3 separate regions of the Mus musculus genome follow, and regions 2 and 3 are each linked to region 1. The links are chromatin contacts, called in public HiCAR-type and HiChIP or PLAC-seq maps. All regions are on one chromosome and are shown on one strand. Each heading gives the region's core, a stretch centred on a gene start, on an enhancer-like site or on the middle of the called end of the contact. The rest is flanking DNA. Distances are from core to core; before and after follow the strand shown. Region 1 holds the start of Tmtc4 (transmembrane and tetratricopeptide repeat containing 4). Region 2 overlaps Nalcn (sodium leak channel, non-selective). Region 3 overlaps Gm33906 (a long non-coding RNA gene).

What was found. HiCAR-type assays count read pairs that join an accessible place to other places. HiChIP or PLAC-seq counts read pairs in DNA pulled down with a chosen protein or histone mark.
Region 2: a HiCAR-type map of kidney shows a contact between it and region 1, with 2.9 times the contacts expected there. The contact joins the enhancer-like site here to the promoter of Tmtc4 in region 1. A contact is called at or near these places in 3 of 39 promoter capture datasets (cranial neural crest, neural stem cells and second pharyngeal arch cranial neural crest), 8 of 115 datasets of contacts at active chromatin or transcription factors (acute myeloid leukemia, differentiating embryonic stem cells, embryonic basal ganglia and 5 more) and 1 of 9 other capture datasets (pancreatic islet).
Region 3: a contact with region 1 is called in an HNF4G HiChIP or PLAC-seq map of pancreatic cancer cells. The contact joins the enhancer-like site here to the promoter of Tmtc4 in region 1. A contact is called at or near these places in 6 of 39 promoter capture datasets (cranial neural crest, embryonic stem cells, frontonasal cranial neural crest and 3 more), 2 of 484 Hi-C or Micro-C datasets (both in embryonic fibroblasts), 6 of 115 datasets of contacts at active chromatin or transcription factors (cardiomyocytes, embryonic fibroblasts, embryonic stem cells and 3 more) and 1 of 9 other capture datasets (pancreatic islet).

What each region holds. Positions count from the first base shown.
Region 1 is chr14:122,980,996-122,985,087 of GRCm38.p6, forward strand. It overlaps Tmtc4 (transmembrane and tetratricopeptide repeat containing 4), which reads right to left and starts at 2,288. Exons shown (of 18, transcript NM_028651.3): 1 at 2,177-2,288.
Region 2 is chr14:123,289,095-123,293,186 of GRCm38.p6, forward strand. It overlaps Nalcn (sodium leak channel, non-selective), which reads right to left. Exons shown (of 44, transcript NM_177393.4): 38 at 2,638-2,770; 39 at 1,873-1,988. Among named protein-coding and RNA genes, the nearest start is that of AA536875, 120 kb to the left of the region's middle. Within about 2 kb of position 2,182, at least 5 of the 459 cell types and tissues checked have an H3K27ac peak or open chromatin away from gene starts, as enhancers often do. A contact at or near this core is called in embryonic basal ganglia and kidney, where this site is marked.
Region 3 is chr14:123,240,773-123,244,864 of GRCm38.p6, forward strand. The region is part of intron 1 of Gm33906 (a long non-coding RNA gene); the gene reads left to right. Among named protein-coding and RNA genes, the nearest start is that of AA536875, 74 kb to the left of the region's middle. Within about 2 kb of position 1,684, at least 15 of the 459 cell types and tissues checked have an H3K27ac peak or open chromatin away from gene starts, as enhancers often do. A contact at or near this core is called in pancreatic cancer cells, where this site is marked.

The sequences.
Region 1 (4,092 bases), core at 1,038-3,537:
GTTTCCCTAAGGAACAGTCTTTAGGCTGTGGTAAGGACTGAGTGAAGCAATACAAGCAGTTAGTTAGTCTCTACTGTTTTGACCAATTCACAGTTCCTGATCACCTGCCTTAATGCTCATGGTGCGGTTTAACATCCAGCACTGCCCACCAGGTGACAGGGTGTACCAAATAAGAGGAACCCTTCTTTTGGGCAGATCTACAGCATACGACTTCCCAGGCAAGGAGACTTTGCATCCTATACAAATTTCACACCACACAAATAACCCTGATTCCAACTCTCCTTCCTCCAATAGGAAATGACCCTTGTTCTACAAATAAGGCCTGGTGCATGGGTAGATGAAACCATGCCCCACAAGGTGGCAGAGATCTTCATATCCCTGTCAGGGTATAGGAAAGAATACTTTGTTTCTGACTAAGCAACATGTCTTAATGGTCTTCTCCAGGTTATACCCTGACTGGGAGCCATGGCTCCTCAGCCACAGCCTGGATGGTAGCTCACTGTAAGGAGGTGCTAAACAGGATGTGCACAGTGGCTCCAGTTCCAGCAATGACCCATCTACACTGAACCTATTACTAGTAGTCTGAAGAGACAGTCACAGTAACAAAGCTTGTGTTCTGGTGTCTCCTGAACTCTCTGAACTGGCTCCTTAGAGAGGTTCAATGTGGAACAAACCAGTAGTCTCCATCCCCAATACTCAAACTCTTAATATTAAGCCTCGGTTTTATAGGGGGTTAAAATATATTCATCTGTCAATAATCAAAAGGTCAAAAAGACCTCAAACAATATCTCCCCAGAGGCTAAATGGCACTGAGCTGTGAACTGTAAGCTTCCGATAACAATGGTCACAGCAGCCCTGGCTGCAATGAGGCAGAGTGACCCAACCTAATTGATTCACCCCGGGAAAACGGGGAACCGGCTGCAGCCACCTAACTGGAGACTCTTCCACAGGCATGGAGAGCCTCTTGTCCTTTACATTAAGGGCAATGCATCCAGGGCCAGTTGCCCTTCAGGATGGAGGGCAACCTTGCCTCTAGAAATCAGATTAAATAATGTGATAGTTTCTGACCACCCGTATCTGGCACGATGCAGAGAGAGCTAGCACACATTGTGCTAGAGGCAAAGGAGCCAGCCATCCTCTGTAGTGATGGGCCAAAAGCAGAGTAAGGTGAATCCTGTTGTGACCCATCTTCCTAATTCAAGAAGTGGCTGCCCATCTGAGGTTTCACATTCAGAATTTCTGCCTCAGAAAGTTTCCACTTTGCTAGCATGTAACCATTTTCCCACCCAGGTGGGCGAGCATACCTCACTTTGCCCCAGTTCCACCTATAGTGCACAGCTTTCGGGGGATGCAGGTACAAGGGGCAAAAATGGTTCCAGTCAATCCTTACTATAATTCTCCCCATCCATCTGTTCACGGGGAGAGAGCAAAGTGTGGATGATTCAGTGGAGATATCTGTCCTCTAACTCCTCCTTTCTTTTGTGTGTAGTTATAAAAAGAAAGAAAACACAAACAGCCCACAGTCACAACATCAACAACCCAGACTCCCCGTGGAGTTCGCAGGAGGTGAGGCGGTTGCTACACCACCTGCTTGGCTCCCCCAACTCCTGGCAGCCGTTCCAGGCTCCCAGGCCAGTGGTACCAGCTTTGCTCCACAGTTGAGCGTAGAGTAACTGGCACTCCTGGCTCTGCTGGGTGGCTCTCCGTGTAACCCTGGGCGGGCGGCCAAGCTACCCGGCTGTGTCCAGCCGTCGCCCGTGCCTTGGCCAGCTGGCGACCAGGCGCGGGGACCCCGCGGCCAGGTGGCCGCTGCACCCGGTGGACTCCCGGGTTACAAAGCTGTTGCACGGCTGGGTCAGACAGTAGCAGGCAAGGGTCTGGCTCGGCGACCTCGGCCGTAGCAGGGCAGTGCCGGAGCTTGAGCTCGGGGCGCGCACCCTTACCGCGCGCTCTTTGTCCGGGGTGCGGCTTCTACCCAGGCGCAGACCGCCCGGGGCGGCGTCCGCGGGAGGCAGCTCGAGTGTCGGAGCTAACTCTAGTAGAGGTGCAGAGCTCGGGCGCCGCCCCCGGGCCCCAGCGCAGGGCTGGCGGCTCAGCTGAGAGCCCGGGAGCCCGCGCCCAACTCCGAGCGCCCTGCAGCTGCGCTCGGCCCTCAGCGGGCCGCCCCGCGCTTTACCTGCAAGGAGCACGAGCCGCGATCTCATCTCCCCTCCCGCGTGCTTAAACTCCGGCGGCTCCCCAGCCCGCCGCCGCCAGGGGAGGGGCTGCCCTCCCACTCCCACCCCGCCGCGTCCCGCCCCCCGCCGCGCCGCTTCCCACTCGCGGCTGCCCGCTCCCGTCTAGTCCCGCCTCCCGCCGCGGGACCATCGGTTGCCCTTTCCATCACTCACGCTCTCCTCTTCCGCTTATTGGTCCGTGTCGGAGTGACGTCGGAACAGAGCGCTCGCCACGAAGGAGGCGCAGGGGCAGACAGGCTTTGCTGGGAAGAGAAAGCGCAGCTGGGACGCGAAGCAGCAGCGGCGGTTCCCGGGCCTGGCCGCTGTTCCCTGCGGATCCGTGCGTTCTAAGCCTATTCCTGGCTTGTCTCGCACGTTCCGCCGAGGGCTGTGGAATCCCTGCAGAAAATCTCAACTCCACGCTTCTTTCTGTCTGAAGTTGTTGAAGAAATGTCCCCACTTTCTCCCTTTGAAACGGGAAGTGACTTCCTCCTCCTAAGGCCGTGCAACCTCAGGACTGCGCCTCCTTTGGAGCAGTGCCATACAGTCACGACCACTAGGTGCTACACCTCCCTCCTGATGGGAAGGTCACCCACTCAGTTTCCACTCCTAGTACTTATTTGTGCTGCCACCTTCAAGAGAAAAAACCTTTGTACTTTCCACTACCAGACTTACAGACCTCAAACCTCAATGACCTCCGACCCTCCTCAAAGCATCAGTCTCTGATCTGTCTCCCTCTTTGGAGTGGAGTCCGCATCCTCAGCACCAAGTGACTTCCAAGCTTTCCTCTGCTCTATGTGTCACCCTGCCTTTCGCTGCCCTTCATCGCTGAAGCAGAGTGCTTCTCCCCTCCCCCACCCCCACCTCCACCCCCAACCACAGCTGTTTCCAACTTCATTCATTTGGCTTTCATTCAGGGAAACTGCATTTGCCAGTCACCTCTGCTGTCTTCTGCCCTTACTAAGGCCAGAGGACATTTTGCTTCCCAATGCTACCTCATCTCACAATTTCCTCCTCCTTAAAATGCCCTCTTCTTTATGCCTATTGCCTTTTCTCTCTCCTGTCCCCCTCCCCCACCCCACCCCCAAGTCTATTTGACTGGCTTGCCTGCCCTGAATGATCGCTAAGAGTTTTAAAAGCCTCATCCTTTTCTCCTACTCCACAAATTTCCCTGTATGATTTAATCTGCTGCCAACACTCCAATCAATACATTTCAGATTTACACTTCTTTTCCTTGCTTTCTCGGAGTTCAAACCTATTTATCTAGTTCCCCACTTAGCTTCTCCCCTTGTATATGCCACCACATCTCAAATAGTAAGACATCCGTCATGCTTTCTCTGCCTTCCTTCTGGTGGTCTGTGACAGCCAGAGTATCACAAACCAAAGTCGGCTTTAGTCCTGGCATCTAATGAATGGTCAAGGTCCTGATTTATAAGTGCCTCTACCTTTATATGCCTCCTCCACCAACTGACTGATTGTTAGGAATATAAGTTTAAAGAAATTGTGTAACTTAGTAACAATTTTGTGCGACTTGCAATAATGCAATGTATGTGAGATAGAAATTGCCCACCAAGAGGCAGGCGGATTTCTGAGTTCGAAGCCAGCCTGGTTTACAAAGTGAGTTCCAGGACGGCCAGGGCTATACAGAGAAATCAATATCTCTAAAAACCAACAACAACAAAAACAAACAAACAAAAAAAGCAAGCAAACAAACAAGCAAAAAGAAACTGGCCACCAGGCAGCTCTGATAGGAGCCAGGCCACAATTACAAGCTCCAGGCTGGCCACCTGGCAGCTTGAATACAAGTCAAGTCCAGGACAGGTTTTACTAAGCTAATGAAATACTCCCCAAGGTAGACACTTCCTATGCTGGTCAA
Region 2 (4,092 bases), core at 932-3,431, 310 kb after region 1:
CCTGTGTCTTGCAGACCCTGGGTTACAACCACACCACACCTTCCAGATCCTTACATACCTCAAATGTGCTAACTCCTTGTCTCTATACTAAACTTGTGCTGAACTATTTTTGGATCTTCTTAGGTGTATCTCTATATAGCTGAACTTTCCTTGTTTCTTGATGTGAGCACAATAATCACCTCTTTACCTACACCTTCATGACCATTTTAGCTAAGGGTCCACTTCAAGCCCATCCACACTCTATCATCTTCAATATGCTCATAACTTCTGGAACTCATAGAAGTTTAATATCCCCTACCAAAATGTTAGGATCATAAGTGTTTCAAACGTTGGATTTTATGGACTTTGGAATATTTGCATTCCTACAATGAGTGATAATGTGGACAAGATATAAGTTTAAACATAAAATTTATTCATGTGTTTTTTAATCTTTTTGTTGTTGTTTTGAGACAGGGTTTCTCTGTGTAGCCCTGGCTGTCCTGGAACTCACTGGGTAGACCACGCTGGCCTTGAAATCAGAAATCCACCTGCCTCTGCCTCTCGAGTGCTGGGATTAAAGGCGTGTGCCACCACACCCAGTGCTTTTTAATCTTTTTAGAACAAGTTCTTGAGTATTCCAGGCTGACATTAAACTTAATGCTGTCAAACTCCTGAGCCTCCTACTTCTGCCTCCCATGTAGTAGGATTAGTGGCAGGTGCCATTCATTCACTTTTCACATATCTTACACACATATCCCAGAAGTCATTTTATACAATATTTTTAGCATGTCTGGGTTTTGACTGTGACTTGACACACAAAATCTGGTGTGACTTTCTCCATTTGTAGTGTTGTGTTGGTACTAAAAAGAATTCAAAGTCTGGAATTAATTTGGATTAGGGATTCTAACCATTGTCATTAGTCTAACCATTTCACCTTTAAGGGGTCACCTCTTCCTTTAAAATATAAGCTCTGTGGCCATAGGAACCTTGCCACTTGAGAATTGCTTTACCTCAGTGCCTAGATCAAGTTAAGCTTTGGGAAGATAAAGATGAGTAAGAGGTCAAAGAAGAGAGGAAGAAGGGAGGAACATGCAGGATGGTAAGGAGGAGGAAGAAAGTGGAAAGGAAAGGAGGTAGCTGAGAACAAGAAACTTGCCTCTGCTTTGGCTAATTCTAGGAAGTATTGGGTAATCTTATGGTTAAGACCTTTACATACTAACTTAGAAGTAGTTTAGAATAACCAGGTCTCCATGTAATTAATTAATTTTTAGTGGTGCCAGGCATTGAACCCAAGGCTTTCTACATGCTCAGCAAACACTTAACCACTGAGATACACCACAGACATCACTTGTAATCCCTGTGTGTGGTTCATCTAGATGACTGCTTAAAGTTGCGGCGATAGTAAGTCTGTAGCAGGCTTTCCCTCTGGGAGCTGCAATTCCCCTCCTTCTACTTGAGCCCAAGGCAGATACCCTTGAAAAATCCTTAATTTTCTTCCCTTGCTGACCTTTTGAAAGTCTAAAGACCAGGCTCTTCATTGTTGGAAAGGACACGAGGAGAGACTACTCTGTCCCCCGGTCATTGCATACACACCTGGCACTGCAAAGCAACAGTGACAGCTCCAAATTTAGTCTATGCCAATTCTCAGATTCAAGATACTTGAAATGTATCATTTGTTCTCTTTGAGATTGAGCAGGTAAACAATGGCCCACTCCCCTCCTACCCCTAGGTTGAGGAAGATCTTGAATATCCAACTCTCTGCTTCCATTTTCCAAGTGCTGGGAGTACAGTGATGTACCACAACACCTAGTTTTATGTGGTGTTGGGGATCAAACCCAGAATCCTTGGGTTTGCATGCTTTGTTAGCAAATAAGCCACACCCACAGTTCCTACCTCTCTTTTATCATCTACCATGTTCCATATGATTTGAAAATGGCGAAGATCATTGTAACTCAAAAGCTGGTCCTCTTCAGTGGAATAAAACAAAGAGAAATTCTCCACAATTATGGCTAGGGAAAAAAATCAGATGTTAGACAAATATGCTAATCTGTCATTTTTTAGAAAAAGTAAAACATCTATTATAAATAATAAATGTTATCACTCACATTATAAAGCCAATTTTTCAAAGTGCTTTTAGTACAGTTTCCAAGCTGGCATGTCTCTCACTTGAACTAAGCTATTTATTCATCACTTGCCTTTCCAAAACATGAGGGTCATGGGCTCAAAGGCACTCTAGTTAGACATTCATGCCAGCTGGCTCCTACTCTTACTTCAGACTTCCAGGGCATTTTTAAGGTCATATTGGGCCTGGATGTCCCCGCAGCTGGGTGAACAAAATATATCTTTAAAAACCAAACTGATGTTTCAAGGCTGTGAAAGTAGCCCTCCCTGATTTGTGTTCAGCTCAATCCATGGGAAGAGCTCTTTGGGAATTAATGAGCATAATAAATAGGACAATTCTTGAAACTGCAATCAACTGCCATTTCCATGCCTTTCAAAGGTCTTTTCAGCTCCTGGGTTGAGAGGCAACAATTTATAATTAATGCCATGAAACACCCGCCCCAAGCAATCCAGGATAATTACTTGAAAATTGTACATAATTATCCAAGTACCTGAGTTTGAAGAGATGGAAAAAATAATTCCATGAACATCTCTTACCTACAAGCAGATTCAGCATGATGTAGGCAATGATGACATAGAATGAGCAGAAGTACATAAGTGCCCCTGCATAATTGCCACAGTCTGTTGCCCAGTATGTAAATTCATCTGGAGTACAAAATGGAGGTTGAACCTGTGGGCCAGTGGGAGACATGGAGGGCATTGAGGGGAGGGAAGGGCACAGATTTCTTCTGACTGTAGTGCTCAATGAATATATTATTGACAGTACGGGATGTAGTTAATTTAAAGCCATCAAGCAAAAGCCATACATGTCGGACATACACATCATTTGCAGCAGAACTCCACAAGAGTATTTCATCATGCTATATAAGCTTTTGGTATTGTAGATGACCCAATTAAATTGCCATTGATAGAAGCAAAATGCAAGTGAACAAGTTGCCTCTGGGACATAAGCTTAACATCCCACCAACAGACTCTGGGGTCAAACTTTATGAAGTCAAATAAAGAGAAACTTTAATATTTTTTAAAATTTAAGCAATGGATTAATTTGTATGGAGTAGATTATACATACCAAATTCACATTCAGGTTGTGTAAGGACTAGTCCCCAGTCTGAGGCACCAAATGAGATGTTACAGAAATGTATAAGGTTCAGATTATATAAAGTGTGTGCATTCCATGGGACTCATTAAAATTCAAATCTGTCTGTGATACTCTCCTGGTTTCTTTCAACCAGATAACTAGCTTTGTCTTCTGGATTCCCACACACTTTTCTGAGAGCCTATATAGGATTTATTTAATTCTGCCTTGGGCTATACCTGATTGGATAAATTTGGTTTCCACTTTTCATGTTTAAAATTCTCTAGACTCTACTATGTGGTATATCTGTGCCAAGTGATAGACTAACAATAAAGACGTACTCCTGTTCTCTGACAGCTGACAACAGTTTAACATCACAGTTTCCAGCACAAGAGGTATTAATTCCATACGGTAATTTAAATTTAATTCATATTAATTAAGATTAAGTAAAAATAAATGAAATATAAAGCAGTTTTTCTGATGCACTAGTCACACTTTAGTAGTTCAATACTGAGTTGCATGTGGACAGTACATGCTCCCTCATAGAATGTTTATAGAGCATCATTGGTGTCTATGATCTGAGAGGAAGGAGAAAGAAATAAGGTTGACTCTACAACTCTCTAGAACTAGTACACATGTCCAAACAAGAAATGTAGAGACCTGTAGAACATATAACCCACGGTTTTAAGTGTGGGCAAAAATGCCTAAAGAAGCAAGCATTAACACCATGACCCAAGGATGATATAGATGTACTGGAAAGAAAGCAGGATACCAAAGGGAAGAATGGCTCAGACTACATGACATATGTGCCTTGTGGAACCTTTAGACCTGTAGAAGGCCTTGTACATGGCCCAGGACAAACCAGGGATTGAGTGTTCAATGAGTGCATTAAATAAATGTCCTTATTTTGATTGCTA
Region 3 (4,092 bases), core at 434-2,933, 260 kb after region 1:
GTCTTGGCTAATTTTCTTCCCTTCAGTGTGGGCTGGACCTAGGGAATTGCTTATGAACAGAATCCAGTAGATGCCACTTCTAGGGGACAATTTAGGACTGGGCCTTCTGACTAGTTCGAGTCCTCCCACAATAGCTTACTCTCAGAAGATTGGCTGCTCTACAGAGAGGCCATCCTGTCAATGATTAACAGCAACAACCAGAAAATAGTTAGGGAAGACCAGACTTTCCATCAACCATAGCCTGCTAAATAAAGTGCCTTAAGTCTATCCTTGTAGTGAGTTTGAAGCAACTCTGCTTCCTGCTGAGTCCTAAGAAGTGCTACAGCTCATTCTTACCTTATGCAAGAACTATAGCAGAGGACTCAGAGAAACAAGGCTCTGCTTTTGATTGACAGATGTGAGATGAGAGATTTGTACTGCTGCAATAGATAGCTGATACACAGGGCTGTTATTATAGAAAGGCACCTTCTGCTTTGTCCCACACACTCACCTGGCTCTGATTCCATCAGGGATGAGTCTTGGAAGTTCTCCAATTTTCTCTCTTCCTATTCTTGTAGCTATAGCCCATTCCAATAAATCCTTTAAGTTCTGGGAAGTTACAGGAACTAGAAGAAGAGCTCTATTATTTGTAGAAGGACTTCCAAGCTATTTGACCCCCTTATGTATCTGTGGTTCTCCCTGTTCCCATAGCTGTGCACTATGCACCATGCACTCATGTAAAGCCTCATGTAGCAGTGCATCACTCTGTCATATTCTAGTTTCAGTAATGGCTGTTCCAGGGAGCAGTAACATCCTGCCTTCACTGGGCTTCTGCTTTAGGGTGAGAAGAGAGAGATCTGTAGATTGTTATTAGATGTGACAAGCTGGGGCAGAGGCTAGCAGAGTAAGGTGTCACAGAATGCCAGAGCTGACACTGGCCTAAGGAAGGTATCTGTGAAGTCTTTCTGAGATTTATGGCATCAGAAGACAAACTTAATCTCAGTGAGCCACCCATCAGAGTATGGCTGTATGCTCCAAAAGAAAGTAAATTGTGGGAACAGAAATGTCTATTCTCATTCCTTTCATGAAGAGCAAGGAGACCAGAATGACATGAACAGAATGTATGAGCTGAACATTAGAAGATGGGCAGCTGAGCTGTGGTAGTGGCCATGTGTACAGGGCCCTGCAGGTTATGGTCATGCTGGACACAGTTTTATTATGCAGGAAACTGGAAGCTACTGGGAGATGGTCAGTCAGGAAGTAATGAATGTCCAGCTTTAACTGGATTACTGCTCCAATCTGTGAGGGTCAGCAGAAGCACAATGGTGTAGGTGGAGTGGTTTCTGCCCATTGTAAGTTCCTTTTATTTCTTTTATTTGAAGGGAAAGACATGACAATGATGAATGCTGTTGTCTTACAATTAGGTGTCTGATCAGAACTCTGTCCACTACTATGTGTATAGCCTTATCTACCATCACTGAAACATTTCCCTCATAAGATAAGACAGGGGAACGCCAGGGCCAAAAAGGGGGAGTGGGTGGGTAGGGGATTGTGGGGGTGGGTATGGGGGACTTTTGGGATAGCATTGGAAATGTAAACGAGGAAAATACCTAATTAAAAAAAAAAGACAAGGCTTGAGCAGCTATCTCATGCCTATTGTGACCATTAACTGATTGGTAATCTCAAGTACAGGGCAAGTACCTGCTGTGGCTCCTGTCACTAAACATCACAGGCATTTTAACAATGCTCCGCGCATTCCTGTGGGCATGTAAAGTGGAAATTTCTGTTTTTCTTTTTTTTTTTTTGGAAAGTCAGTTTTGTCAAATGATGTTTTGCCGAGGAACACAGGTGAAGGAATGTTTTGCTAAAGCAGACAAGTGAAAGAAAATTTTGCTGAAGCAAACAGAGGTGAAAGAAAGAACTATTTCTAAACAGGCCTACTTCACCTGTGTCCTAGTAACTTTTCTACTACCTCTGGTGTGTGGTGAGCTAGAGGAGAGGTTGAATGCTTACTAAAGTAGGTTGGAAAAAACCTTATGACTACAGGCATGGAACCTTGGTATGTGGAAACAATGAGCACAAACTAGCAGAGATACAAATAAGGCAAGGCTCATTTATTCTCCAGGCACACCAGTGATGTGTTGGTTCATAGCAAAAGCTGTCTTCCTATGAAAAGGGCATGCCTTCTGTAGTCATGCAGACTCCTCATTTATCCTGAGAGTAATTTCACAGGTTCTGAGATTTGTTCTTCCTTATCTGTAGGCACACAATCATGACCCTGCTATTTCCTGTGGTCAGAGCTAAACTGAATATGGCAAATTTCTAAGGGTGGGGCCCTTGTAGGTTTGTTTACCCATGGATTTGTCACTAGGGCTACATTGCGATTTTTGTAGGCTATAGAAAATTTGGGTTTCACAACCCAATTCTTACATGAAAATATGAAAAGTTTATTTAACTACTGTTTTTGTATAAATACAAATAAATTAACCTTACATAAGTATGTTTTGTTTTTCAAATTAAAGCTTCTTTGTTTAAATAGTTATCCGATATTAAAAGAAATCAAAGCAACTTATTGGTACCTAAAATTAGCATGAGCTGTCACCCTACTTCCATTAGCCAAGGGCACCATGAAGTTTTGAAAGTGGTCATCCAACCTCTAGGGTAGACTGCCATCCATTTTTGTGCTTCAGGGTACAAAGAGAATTCAGAAAGTTTTCACAATGTAATGTGGTTTATTACTAGGCCCCTATTTCTCACCAACATTTCCTTCTGGAATGCAGCAGAGTCAGCACACTGATTTGGATGCAGCAGTAACAGCCCCCCCACATCTTACTAGGCCTCCTACCCTAGCACAACTGCTGCCATGATGGAAGTACTACTTAGGCCTTAGAGACCAGCATATGGACAGCAACACCTGCCAAAACATAAACAAAGATCTAATCCATCAAAGTCCATCATCCTGGGAAAATCTCTAGAGGTACTATCCTTGCTTTTTAGCTTCTATAGTTCTGATTCTGGATAATTGTTCTTGCTAATTGAGGTGCGTCAACCTTGGATGTGGTTTTTTTTTTTTTTTTTTTTTTTGCCCAAAAGCCCATTGTGAGAAAGGCTTGCTTGGGTTTCAAATACTCAGTGTAGTTGCAGGCTGGCTAATAAATACATTCCATTGGTTCGAACCCATGTCCAAGTGGTCTTCTCCTGTGGATAGCTGACAACACAGGTCTTGAGGGCTGAGACTGCCTAACTAAGCTATTTTCTCTGTGTCTAATGATGAAATGGTAGACACAGAGATAAGACAACACAAATCAGCATGGCTATATCCTTGAAGTGGAAATTTGATGTCATCAAAGGAAAATAGTAATTATTTCTGTTTTACCTCTGCTTTCATAAAAAATTGCAATAAATATAAGTGATGGAAAATTTGATTTTAAAGTCCCTAAATTTATTATCTATTTGGCAAATTCCATTTCCTTTAGGTGTTTACTGAAATACTATTCTATCAGCTAGGATGATATTGACTATCACATATAAAAATGGCAATATCTTCCCACCACAAGGTACCCAAAGTCTTTCACTCCATTTTATCTCTCTTCCCCTCAATAAGTTGGACCTTTATGTTGACAAGACAATGGTGTGTTTCTTATTTAGTGCTACTTATTACTGATACCTATGTGTGATGTCAATATTTATGTCTTGATTGGTATTTGTTGATGAAAAAAAGGGAATATATTTCAGTATTAATGTGGATCCCTTGGATGTTAGCTTCTAACAATTCTAGTTGGTGATCACACTGGTGGGTTTAACTGTCAAGACTGGCTAACTTGTAAGACTCAGAAATGGGCTAATGCTATTGCCCTAATTATTCTCTAGACTATGAGATTGACTGTTATATGGCTGAAGATTGTTTTTCAGGCTAGAGTAGACACAACTACTTGCAATTTCTTCATAATTTCTGAAAAATATTTTTGATAATTGTAGATGAGGAAAATCAAATCTCTACCCTTCATTCTGTGTTATATGAATTTGTCCTCAGGAATCAATGACTAGAGAGATTACTGATCAATCCAAGAAGAGCAAGTTTTAAGAAGAAAAATACAAAAAATTCCTGGGAGT